Linked DNA regions of Zea mays: regions 2 and 3 are each linked to region 1. Evidence: chromatin contacts called from public Hi-C data. All regions are on one chromosome and are shown on one strand. The core of a region is the stretch at or near the end of the contact, and the rest is flanking DNA. Distances in the headings are between cores, read along the strand shown.

What was found. Hi-C and Micro-C count contacts between places; a contact is called where the count stands out from the background.
Region 2: a Hi-C map of tassel shows a contact between it and region 1, with 2.0 times the contacts expected there. The contact joins the promoter of LOC100533130 here to the promoter of LOC100280237 in region 1. A contact is called at or near these places in 2 of 25 Hi-C or Micro-C datasets (ear and tassel).
Region 3: a contact with region 1 is called in a Hi-C map of leaf, with 4 times the contacts expected there. The contact joins the promoter of LOC100381948 here to the promoter of LOC100280237 in region 1. A contact is called at or near these places in 10 of 25 Hi-C or Micro-C datasets (bundle sheath, ear, leaf and 3 more) and 1 of 3 datasets of contacts at active chromatin or transcription factors (leaf).

Annotation. Positions count from the first base shown.
Region 1 is chr4:97,983,844-97,988,266 of Zm-B73-REFERENCE-NAM-5.0, forward strand. It overlaps LOC100280237, which reads left to right and starts at 2,313. Exons shown (of 17, transcript NM_001326369.1): 1 at 2,313-2,532; 2 at 3,748-3,912; 3 at 4,226-4,300; 4 at 4,399-4,423. The coding sequence starts at 3,763.
Region 2 is chr4:97,661,550-97,665,972 of Zm-B73-REFERENCE-NAM-5.0, forward strand. LOC100533130 reads left to right here and starts at 2,252. Exons shown (of 3, transcript NM_001365074.1): 1 at 2,252-2,455; 2 at 2,563-2,669. The coding sequence starts at 2,357. The coding sequence ends at 2,622.
Region 3 is chr4:98,271,875-98,276,297 of Zm-B73-REFERENCE-NAM-5.0, forward strand. LOC100381948 (putative magnesium transporter NIPA8) reads right to left here and starts at 2,232. Exons shown (of 13, transcript NM_001318214.1): 1 at 2,082-2,232; 2 at 1,411-1,773; 3 at 453-540.

The sequences.
Region 1 (4,423 bases), core at 1,063-3,562:
AGAAATCCCAACAAAAGTGGGGCTCGTCATCTTCCTCGGAACCCGAGGGCCCGTAGGTCGAGACGGCTGTCAGCCGGTCCTAGGGTGACCGCATACCGTACCCCGGAGGGTTTGGACACGCCACTATGAAAGCGTCCACCGAAGCGAAGTCGCTTGGTGGGTCGAGGCTGAATCCAAAAGGCACGAGATGGGAATCGGTCGGTACCTCTTGGTCGACGGGCGGTGACGAAGTCACGTCAGGGGCAGACTGCACCGTCGTCTCAGGTACGAGGGTGACGCCCAGCAAGTCCTTCGCGAGCGTGCTGGCGTCGTCCCTCCGCTTGGAGTTGGCGTGTTGCGGGGAAACGACGCTCGTCTTCGTCTCAGACGCGAGGTCGATGCCCGACGTGTCCCCCGTTGGGGCGTCGGCGCCGTCGACTTGCTCGACAGCCGACGAGGTGCCGCCTCCTGCTTGGCCTTGGTTGCCCCGTCTCCTCCTCCGTCAGCGGGGGAGGCGACGGGACAAACCCGAATGTTGCTCTTCCGCCACGTGGGGAAGACGTCGTCGATTCCGCCGCCGGCGGGCGGGTTGTCGGCCGCCATTGTCGCTGTCACGCGGCGGGGGAAGGAGTATCATGTCGTAGCTGCCGTCGAGGGACATGAACTCAAGACTCCCGAAACGGAGCATCGTCCCGGGCTGGAAAGGTTGCTGGAGACTACCCATCTGGAGCTTGACGGGAAGCTATTCGTCAACACGCAGCAGGCCCCTACCTGGCGCGCCAACTGTCGGCGTTTCGACCCCGGGGGGTCCCTGGACCGACGAGTGAATTGTCGCCGCGTGCCCCAGCCCAGATGGGTCGGCGCGAGACGGAGCGCGAAGGGGGAAATGATGGCTCCCCCTGTGACGTGGTTGGTCCGAGCCCTGGGTCGGGCGAGACGGTGGCTCCTCCGAGGTCGGGTCGAGTCTGTCCTCCGAGGTCGAGGTCGAGTCCGAGCCCTGTGGTCGGGCGAGGCGGAGTTCGTCGTCTTCCGGGGCCGAGCCTGAGCCCTGGGGTCGGGCGAGGCGGAGTTCGTCGTCTTCCGGGGCCGAGCCCGAGTCCGAGCCCTGGGGTCGGGCGAGGCGGAGTTCGTCGTCTTTCGGGGCCGAGCCCGAGTCTGAGCCCTGGGGTCGGGCGAGGCGGAGCTTCCTATGGCGCCCGAGGCCGGACTTGGCCGCTGTCAGCCTCACTCTGTCGAGTGGCACAGCAGTCGGAGCGACGCGGGCGGCGCTGTCTTCTTGTCAGGCTAGTCAGTGGAGCGGCGAAGTGACTGCGGTCACTTCGGCTCAGTCGACTGAAGGGCGTGCGTCAGGATAAGGTGTCAGCCCACCTTTGCATTAAATGCTCCTGCGATGCGGTCGGTTGGCGTGGCGATCTGGTCAAGGTTGCTTCTCGGCGAAGACTGGGCCTCGGGCGAGCCGAAGGTGTGTCCGTTGCTTGAGGGGGCCCTCGGGCGAGACATGAATCCTCCGGGGTCGGCTGCCCCTGCCCGAGGCTGGGCTCGGGCGAGGCGAGATCGTGTCCCTTGAGTGGACCGAGCCTTGACTTAATCGCACCCATCAGGCCTTTGCAGCTTTGTGCTGATGGGGTTACCAGCTGAGATTAGGAGTCTTGGGGTACCCCTAATTATGGTCCCCGACAAGATTAATTAGACTTAATAGATTTGTCTCATTGTTTATTCTTTCTAAACGGTAAGATGAGTTTATTAAAACTAATTCGTATATGATTTGTTGGTACAAGAAATATTTGCTAATTATATATTAATTAGGCTTAATAAATTTGTTTTATTGTTTATTCTTTCTTTATATAATTAGTTTTATAATTATACTATATTTAATATTTATAATTAGTATTTAAACATTGTGACACGGAGTAAACTTTTGTCACAAACACTCTCCTTAGCAAAAGAAAGGAGGGAACACGTCAGCCTAGCCGGATAGCAGGACGGGAAAGCAAAAGGAAGTCGCTCGGACAAGCATTGACCTCACGTGGCGTCATCTCTTACACCGAATCAAACAAGTATCCTGCAACCGCAGCTGTTGTTCGGAACTCGCGTCTTCCATGCAACACTCCACGCCCAATTCTCAGCGAGCGAGAGGCCCTCGTCGAGCCCATCCATCCCATGATGACGCGGGCGCCGGGAGCACGCGGACGGGACGGCAACCCCAGCCAAAGCCAAAACAGGCCTGCTTCCTTACACCTCGCTTGGTGGTCTGGGCGACCGGCCGCTGGCGTCGCGCCCTCCCTTATAAACCACCACACTTCAGCACCCACAGCTCCCTCTTGCATCCCCTCGCCCGTCGTCTCGCCAGTCGCTACACCCCAAAAACCTCACGCGCGCGCTCGCGACCCCTCGCGCTCGCCTCGTCGGCACGCCGGCGAGAGGGGCGCCCATCCCCGTGCCTATATAAGGACGCCGGATTGGAGGTGCCCGTCCCTTATCCGCGCGGCCAGATCTACCTCTGTTCCACGCCTCCGTCACCGCCGCGTCGGGGCGATCCCACCGAGGCCACAGGTTAGCTCCTGCCCCTTGATTCGATGTGCACGCTTGGTTTCGTGGCTGCCTGGGTGCGTCACCTCGCAGATCTGGGCGTTTAGGAACGCTTCCCACCCTGATCTATGCGCTGTGGCTGTGCCCCACCGTCGATTCGACGCTGTGCAGCCTGCTCCCATCGGGGCCCGCTAGCCGAGGTCGGAATTCCACGAGATCGCTCGGGTTTATGTTGTGCCAGTGCCAGATCTGCGGACGCGTGTACGGTCGCAGCTCTGCATGGCTGTTCCTGTTGCTCGGCGCAGAGTATAGGATTTAGATTTGGATTTAGCACTTTTGAATTTAGATTTGGATTCAGCGTCATCTGTGCGCATTGCTGATCTGCGCTGTCCGCGCTTGTCGTACAAAGGTGTCTGGGTTTGCGTGACTCCTGGGGCGGGTGGTTGGCACGTATTTGGGGCCATGTGTGGGCCAAACCTTCCGTGCGCAATTTTTGCATGTTTCCCTTTAGAGAAATCTGATCGTGCCGAATAATTACTACGTAGGATAAAACATAAAAGCAAAATGTCATGGACTGTCAACCTGTGCACTTTACATTCCTGCCGCATATCTGTGGTACTTAGATTAGAGCAAGTATAATAAGGTGACATAGGCGGGCTGTAAGAGATGCTATGTCAGATTTTTAGTGACGTGGAAAAAAGAGAAACACAGAGATAAAGAAAGCGGACTGCTCACTGGTAGGCTGAAAATGGGCTGCAAGACACTTTGTGAGAGAAAGAGATGGAGCAAGTATTAAATGTTTAGTTTATATTATGAAAGGGTTATTATATGAATAGACTTTTAGTTGGATATATGTGACATGACAACATGACGAAGCTTACTATGGGTTATATTATTAAACTTGCTCTTACTGTTGATATTTCAGTTTTGTTTTCGATACGTGAAATAGCTCCTGCCGTGTTGTTTTTAATTATTGACAAGTGGGGAGACTGGTGTTCTCTGACCATAAATATGGTTGGCGGAATTGTTTTTTGGTTTGCTTTCAAACGGAAGCATTTTATGTGAAAACTGAGATTGTTCCACTTAAGTGTCCCATATATTTTCCATTTCCATCATTTCTTTAGCTACCTATGGAAGGTAAAATGCAAATATTGGCAAAATGCGAGTTGCTAAATATGATAGGAAACAAGACATAGGTTACACTATCTAATAAATGACGGTCTTTCTTTTTGATTGCAGGTATAAGCTGGTACCATGGCATCCAACACAGGAGCATCAGGATGGCTCAGGGGTAAGGTGAAGGCTGTGACATCTGGAGATTGTCTACTAATCATGGGGAGCTCAAAAGCTGAGATCCCACCTGAGAAGTCCATCACCCTGTCCTACCTTATGGCCCCAAGGCTGGTAAGATCAATCTGCACTTGATTAATTTCCTTGTCGGTAATGTGCAATATTCCATGTTGTTTCACTTACTCCCACTTTTCATTTGTATTGTGAATTGATGGAAGTCATTGGGTTGCTCTATACAAACTAGGTTACTAGGTTCTGAGGTTATGCTTGAGGATTAATGAATGTGGGCAATTCTCAAATTTTTTGGTTGCACTTGGTTACTAAATTTTGCACTTTGAACTATGTACTCAGTTTCAATTGTAGCTTCTTGATATTTTACTCATTTCTCTAGATTTTATTTTTTGCTTGTTTATTCATGGTGTTCTAGGCTCGCCGTGGTGGAGTTGACGAGCCCTTTGCATGGGAAAGCAGAGAGTTTCTAAGGAAGCTTTGTATAGGGAAGGTGCTACATTTGAACTTCATATCTTCTCTAAACTCTCGTATCATTCATTGTATTCTTCCTTTTTTTGGACAATGCAAAATTATAATCTGCTGTTACAGGAGGTCACATTCAGAGTGGATTATA
Region 2 (4,423 bases), core at 1,002-3,501, 320 kb before region 1:
CAAGTCCTCCGCATGGCTGCTCAACTTGGGTGATCTCATGGACTTCCTGCAGAGGAAGGCCAATGATCTTAGCAAAACTCAACCGTCAAAACTTTAGCAAGGTTTTAAGCTTTTAAGTGTTTACCGTCTCTGAGAGGTATCCCTATCCCTATCCTTCGAAAGCACCGGTTTCGCCGATGCCGTAGGTCCTAGAGCTGAAAAACATTGGGCATTCGGTCAGGGATTCAGATGAAGTCGACACCAGGTCATGTGGGGGTAATCGGCTAACTGAGGATTGGGGGTTATTATACCCGTGCTTACGTGACAATCTCCACATTTTTTGATGTTGTTTTATGAAAATTGGTACACTCTAAAAATACAGTTATATCTTTGTTTTCGTTTAAGTTATAAATCAGAATGTTCTTTTGCTTTCACGTTAGAAATATTTGATTTCAACTAAGGTGGATTTGCCTTCATGTAACAACTGCCTTATATTGTAACTATTAGAAGCTTATATTCTTGAGTACATATTATTGTGTCTATTATTTCTCAATGGGAAACTGAAATTCAGTTACAACATGAACATGTATATCAATTTTCAGAGCGGATATTTAGTTACAACATGAACAAGGACCTACAGTTTTCAGAGCTAACATCAACGACACCAAAATTCATAACTGAATACAGGATTATTTCAATATTTCCTCTGTGTATGTCATACAAATTCTGTAACTTGACGTCGCCTGCAACTCTTCTTCTAGGCATGCATTTGGAGACGAGGTGAGGTCCTCTGGCGGCACCGCGGCACACAAAGGTGGTGGTGCGTTGTGCCTAGCCAGTCGCGACATGTTGTGCCTGTCCGATGACGGAGAGCTGTGCCCGCCCAGTCGCGGCAAGCAGCGCCCGGACGGTGGCAGCGAGCGGCGCCAGGACGGTGGCAGCGAGCGACACACCCAAATGGCAAGTGGATCCCGAAAGATGGCAGCTGACGACGACGTGTCAGTGGCGGCGAGCTGCACTTTCCTGCTCGAACGGTGGTGACGCTTCCCTGCCAGTTCGATAAGGAAAGGTAGAAGAAACACGTTGCTGGGCCAGGTAACACGCCTAGGGGGCTTCCTGTGAAATTTGCAGAGGTAGGTAAGAAGAGGTGGGAGGGTATTTTGCAAAATAAACATTTGCCGTTGGATGTATGATCTTTGTCACGTTTACCAGCGGACACCAGATCAAGGAGTGCAAGCCCCAGTGTTGGCAGGTCTCCTCGCATACAGGGGTATCTTTCTATTAGCGAGTGAGGTATCTCAGGGCTCTCTGTGACTATCTTGTCGCTGTTATACTGAACCATAATGTACCAGATTCTTTTTGTTAGCACTCTTATATACTCTAGGGTCACTTAGACCCATTGAATGGGTGGGTATACATAGAAGTAACTATGTATGTGCATGTGTGTTGTCATGGAGTTAAAATTAGTATAAAATATAGATACAGATTGACAAACATCACTATAATATGCATCCAAGTTTCACATCACTATGAAAGAATGACAAGTAAATAGGAAATCAAATACTACCTCCATCCAAGTTTCACAAGCGTATATAAATAATTTATGCATGGCTAGGATTATAAATGAATTACAAAATCTTATAACACATATTTTTATATAAGTTATCGTGGTATTATATGTTCTCATTACAACGCACGGACGCTTACTTAGTAATAGACATAAGCGGAACGGAATCACTCTACTCGTTTACCGAGTGGAAACAAAAACAAGCTTCTCGTTAAGCCATAGCGCCATGAATAAATTACCCCGGTAACTTGGTCAACCTAGGACTAATAGGAGGAAGTTAAACGTAACAATAACATAAATATATTAAAAAGAGTTAAACGTATAACCGGCCTCTGAACTTGTTTTGTCAAGATGCTACTTACATTTCTGAAGCATTAGAATGTATTTTTAGATACTTTACCTTGTTCAGTGGCACACCACATTGATTGTTATGGTCTAAAAATAGATTACTATTTTTATAATTTTAGAAATTTATGGCATATCATTTACAAGTTTAAGAACTTAGAAATACATTTTTTTAAAGTTTGCTAACCTAAGTGACATTCATGGATAAATTGAAAGCCAACCGTGAATTTAACTCTATAAAAAATTGTGAGGTCAGGAAAAAAAGGTTACAGGCACAAAATCAAATATTGAAAAAACAACAAAAATTTAATAGTAATGTGACGACAAATATATTAAAAAAGAAACCTTGTGGCCAGCCCCATCTTTCTAGAAGGATTTTGCAGAAGGATTTTGCTTGGCATCAAGGAACAGTGCAAACTAGAAGAAACCCCCGTCATCAGCGACCTCTCCCCAACGGCGCCGACGATGGCGCAACAGCAGACGCAGCTAACCACTGGCTCGGGCATCCTGGATGCCGTCCCGCTCTTCGTCGTCATCCTCCTCGCGGCCCACGTCCTGGCCCTCGTGCGCTTTCCCCTCGCTTTTCTTATTTTTCGTTCCTCGCGTCTACACGGTACATGCTTTGTCCCGCCCAGATCCGGACTTCTCACCCCTCTTCCTTCTGCCTGTAGGTGTTCTGGATGTACAAGCTGGCTTCCGAGAAGCAACCACCCCGGAGGAAGACACAGTGACGGCGCCGATCTACGCCATCGGCGATCCTTCGCTAGCCTCTTTATCGGTAAGATTCGTTCCTGAAATGAAATTGACAGCTTAGGCTAATTTGTTTTGGTAATGTTTGATATGCTACTCCTGATGAACTACAATACTACATGGCAGAATCATCTTTCTTTTTTCTTTTTTGGGTTTATGGATTAACGGCCACACCAAGAGAAGCGATTTTACATTGGAATTTGTGCTCTTTGTCAAAACGTAAATCTGACAAGAGCTTTTCCAGAATTAATAAAGAAGTAGAGTTCGGTCAAGCTCAAAGAGGGAACAAAACAATTGGTGGCAATGATGGTTATGTATGTGAATTCCTAGTGTTGTCAACGGGTTGGGAAAAATAAAAGAATTATTTGTACAAAACTAGGTAGAAGTACAATTGCTTCTGCTTATGGCAGTGACAGTGGTTCAGTCATGCTTATTAAATCAAAGCCAGAAAACTACTGTAAGTCTGTAACAAGCTAGTTTAGGGTTCACTGCTTAGATAATGCAAGGATTAAGATGAAGTAGATCTTAGCTTTGGCTTGTATACAAAGCACCCTGGACCGGAGTATAAAGAAACTGAATTTTCTGTCTTTGGAGTAACAAACTGCTGTTGTAGCTTGTATGTCATTCTTTGTTTTCTTATCACCAAACCTCAGTTGAACTTCAATTCTACTATCAGTTCTTGTTGCATTCCTAACAGGAAAAAAATGTGAAGGGCACATTAGCTGTCCTATGTACTGATCACCAATGCAATCTTTGATTGAATATAACTAAGTAATACAAAATCAATCTCTGAAAAGTCAATCTAGTTACCGAGGATTCATTTCATCTTGCTGTCATGATTATGGCATATGCTAATTATTGATTGGATAGCAGCTTAAAAAGTCAATATAATTACTGTTCCATGTGTCAGTAAGTTTCAAAATGATATATCTTCCATATGTTGAGCATAATCTAGACAATATATTTGCAATCACATATTGTGATACTGTGGTTTCATTTCAAAAAAATATTTAACTGAGCATTCAACATAAGAGAAGAGCATCCATGATCTGCACCTTTGGTATAATCACTTCTAAGTTATAAAATCTGTTGCATATGGGAGAGGGAGTCGTCTGGGTTGTAAAAATGACAATATGCATGGAAATCAAGTGGGTTGGGGTATGCGCATGCATTTGAGAATATAAACGTTTGAGAAAACTAGTTTTTTATAAATTACGGTACTTTCTTGGGACTTTGTTGGATGTCAGGTTTTTGCCATTTTGCCTCACTTATTTTCTTATGGTGCATCTTCTTGTTTTTGGTGGTATCAAATACTTTACCTAAAATTCATCTTCAACTGTCGTACAGGGAATACGCGATAATCATGAATTGCAACATCTTTATCTATGTCTGTATTTATGTTTCTGTTGTTAGTACATGTGTCTGAATATGACCTGAACATTTTGATACTTCAGCTGTAATGTGCGTTCCTCCTTTTCTCTACATTTTTAGTTGGTGGCATGTGATACTTGTCGCATTTAACAATTTTGACGTGCAAATACCATTATATTTAGCAAGTAGTAGCCATGTATACTTTGTGGCATGCTTCGTTGTAGAAGCTGTTCAATCCCACACTCCATTAGACTATCTCCAGCAGCTTACCCATCCCCATACCTGTATTCAAACTCTACTCTGCGAACAGTGTAGTCTACAGTGCAAAACAATGCATGTGGGTAAATTTTAGGTAATTTGCTGGAGTCGACCTGATCGACCAACCTCATTGTGCTTTATGTGGGAATGACT
Region 3 (4,423 bases), core at 982-3,481, 290 kb after region 1:
AGCAAGTAAATAATCAATGTTCAAACCAAAACACTGGGCTAGAAAGAGAAAAGAAAATATGATTGGATGGCATTATTAGCTCTAAGAAACAAGGAGAGATGGAAACTGTATGACTGATAAGCTCTTATCTTTTTACCCCCAAGAACTAATGGAAAAAAACAGGGCGCAAATACAGGGCGCAAATACAGTCTCCATGAGAGTTTTATTCTTTACATGTTTACACAACCATTCATGAGTTTCCCATATTATATTACATCCTACATGTTAAACTAATTTTTCTTTTGAGGTCTCGAGGACAACGAAAAGAACCTGTGCAGCATAAGCAAATGACATGAAGTTGAGGCAGTTCCCAGCAGCAAAAAAAAGTATACCTGAATGCAGATGTAGCATTAAAGTTGGTCTTGATTAAAAGACTCTAAAATTAGTAAATAAATTCTAGCAGACAGGGTTACCTATTCTCCAAGTCTGGAAATGCATTACAGACTTTGGAACGAATTTTTCATTTCCCTCGCTGTTGTTAATTAAGGAAAGCTTTTCTCTCTGCCAAATAAAACGAACACATTTTTATTCATCTTCCAACGTAAAACAACATCATATTCACACATAGGGAATTGAGCCTAGTGCAAGTGCTAGATCTCTTCAACATGACATTGGGGGCTGGTTTTTTCCTTATTTATCACCCAATTTCTCATAGTCATAACTTGGTTTTCTTTTTTTCATAGTCCGCACGTAAAGATAACTACGATCACATTAATTTCAAAGGATATTAGGAACTAAGTAGACAATGCTCCAGTACTGCAGCAGATGTTACCTACAAAGTTACAAAAACTGGCCTCGGGAATCAAGCTATATTTGACATGCTGTCCAAGAGTTGTCATCAAATGCATAATTTATTGCTTACAACACCTTCAAGAGCACCAGAAATAGCTAACTAGGCAGTCAATAGCCTAATCAGTTAACGCAACATTTTCTCATGATGAAGGCTCTAGATGAAATGGCCAGGTCATCTGGTAACCAAAAAAGGGTGTTACTAGGGTTCATTCTTCCTGTTTTTTTGTAATGAAAACATGGATTTAGGGGGGGGGGGGGGTGAATTCCCTAAAGCTAACAGTTAGTTGGCTAAAAATTGCTAGTAAAATTAGCTAGCTAATTTACTAAAAGTAGGTAATAATTGAACTATTAGCTAGATTGTTTGGATGTCTTCAGCTAATTTTAGTAGCTAACTATTAGCTCTAGTGCTTTCAAACACCCCCTTAAACTAAAGAAAGATGTTTTCACCCTCAGCTAACTAAATGGGTCAGACTAGGGCACCCACATGTATGCTCTCCTTGATCTTTTGACTGGAATACATATATGAAGTATATTAGAAGTAGGGACAAGGAGCACAAATCAGAAACATGTAATGTCTACCTGATCATGGCCCAACTTCAGAAGGTTGGTACCAAAGTTTATGCCAACACTCCCCACGATGTTTATCAACGCCCCTATAATCCAGTCGCCCATGAATCAAGTGTAAAGTTATCTCCTACAAATATATGATATGCTCCTTCCACAAGCCACTTGTACAACAGCTCCTTGCTCTTGTTTTTGACATAGGGACTTCAATTCATTGAGAACATTCTCTCTTTCCCTTTTTCTCTTCTGCATAGGTCTATTCACCACAGTAGTGTGTCACAAACCTCTCCAAGATCCCCTTTTCTCTCCAAGATTCCATGAGGTATTCAGCCTAGTAGTCTATCACAGACCTCTCCAAGAACCACTGTGGAGCTCAGCCTGCAAAAAAGGCATAAATGTCATTCCAATCAGACACACAACCGGGATGAACACCATTGGTTATTTGAATATAGGACCATTCCATGAGGCATTCAAGGAGAGGGCGCCGTTGGCAAGGCATTCAAAGAGGATGTACCCTCAAGGGCGGGCCCAGATAATTTTTGCGAAATAAACGAAGTCCGTATGCATAATACATGCATGTACACTTGTAATCAGATCAGATCCCAATACAAGTAGCAAGTTAGGGTTTGGGTGCTCGGTTTCGCACAGCAGGAATGGGAAACCAAGGGGTGCACATACTGACGTACCTGGTGCTGCTCGACGCTGGCGAAGGGCCCGGAGAAGACCTGGGCACCAAGTGTATGGCGGCAGCGACCTCGGCCCGAAGAAGACCTGGGCACCTGGCGTAATCGTCGGCAAGGGAGAGAAGAAGGGGGGGAAGGGAGGAGATCTCGGGAGGGAGATAGAGCTAGCCCTGGGCGTTCGGGATTACCCGAAGTTTCGGGTCGGGTTATTCGGGTTTTTTATAATTCGGGTTTCTAAAAATGGTACCTGAAATTATATCCAAAATTACGGGTACCCAACATTTCGGGTACCCAAAAATTCGGGTTTGGGTATCGGGTAACCCATTTTACCCAATTTCAGTGCACACCAAACCATGTAATCTTCCAACGAAACAACAAAAAATCAGTGCAAGACTGCAAGCATACAGTCATATCCATAACCCATTCAATACACGCAACAATTTAGCAAGACAGGAGCAGCTCATGCATATTAATACTCAGACCGAACAATATGGCAGCACATTTTACAGCAGTTTTGACATCATTTCTGCTCAGAATACAGCCCCCCAAAACATCACACGTTCAGTCCATGTCCAACTGGACAGTATTACAGCAACGTGCCAACATTACAGCAGTCCAAGTCCAACTGGAAAACATTATACCAGAGTCAATTCAGTCCAATTGGACAACATTACAGACTAAAATTCTAGCACGTGACAGCAGCATATGGTTTCCAAATGAGTGAAGTAGTGAACAGAAGACAAAGTAGAAGAAGCATGACACAATTAAGCAATGCTTAGGACTTGGATATTCCATGTTCCAGTGAATTGCTTCCTGTTGCTGTTGCATGTGAAACTGAAGTGGAAGCTTGTTCTTTCCCCTTCCCTTTGGCACCAAATTCTTCCAATAATTCTGCAACAAGTCAAATTTGAAGTGAGCAGTGAAATAATGAAGAAAAATAAATAAATGAAGAAAGGTTGTACTTGTACCTTTTTCTAGCATCGTTAATTCCTCAATATTCTCTATGATGTCCACAGGTACAGACCATCTAAGCCAATCTTGTGTACATACTAGTGCTTCAAGCATGAATGGAGTAAGAGAGCTTCGAAAGTCATCTAGAATACGTCCACTTGTGCTAAATGCAGATTCTGAAGCTACTGTTGAAATAGGTATAGCAAGCACATCACGAGCCAAGCGAGAGAGAACTGGAAACCTTTGCTCGGAGGCCTTCCACCATACTAAAAGATCAATCTTCATTTCTGTATCTTCAGTTTCTTCAGAAAGATATTTGTCAAGTTCAGACTTAGAATTGATGCTTGACCCATGTCCCAACTTCATCCTCTTAGCAATAACTTCTTTCAGTTTGCCTCCTCTACCTCCTTGTGTCGCTATTGGATCACTTATATCAGTTGTCTCCTCACTTGGAGCATATATCTTTCTATATTCATCAAACAACTCATGAACACAAGTTTTAATTGCTTCCCAAACTAATTGTCCCCTTGCCTCACCAAATATCTCTTCGACTGTGATCTTTGTATACATAGATAACTTATATCTTGGATCAAGACAGCCAGCAACAAAAATCAGCAAGTTAAGGTTCTCCTTCTCTTTTCCCTTACCTCTCCCCCGATCATTCTCATTTCCACTGCTAGTGTGCCAAAGTCCCCAATATTTATCAAATTTATCTTTCATTCTCATACCCATAGCACATTGCAAATTGTTGGGTCTATGCTTCGTCGCCGAAGGTCTTATAAAGAGAAGTGATCCTCGGATGAAGCTGTTCGTACAAGATAGCCGAAGGTGCCTCTTCGCAGAGCTTCGGCATTACAAACCGACTTAAAGATAGAATGACCTTTTAGTCCATAAAGGTCTGAGTCAACGTTGTAAGTTCTTATAAGGGGCATACTTGTAATTCCTCACAGGCTGCGTCCTGTGCCTATAAATAGTGAACAGTATTCCGTTACTGTTCACGCATTCTGATTTTTGCAATCGCATTTCTCGGAATACAACCTTTGTCAAGGCATAGGTATCATTGTATTTTATGATTCAATACATTAAGTAAATATTATATTATGCATCTGTGAATCATTTATCCATTCTTACCTTTTTTACTTTGCATTATTCTATAACGTTTATTGAAAGTTTATTACGAAGGTTCAACTTCGTAATAAGACGCTTATCAACCTTCGTCTAAGATCCATTATCCCAAAAGGTATAATGCTTCACGGACGAAGGACAAAATCATTTAACATTTTATGTTGCCTTGTTCTTAATTCATAGCATTTGAGAACAAGTCCCCAACACAAATCATCTGTACTGTTCAACCAAGATTGAATTAATAAATGCACTTCTCCAATCTCATGAAA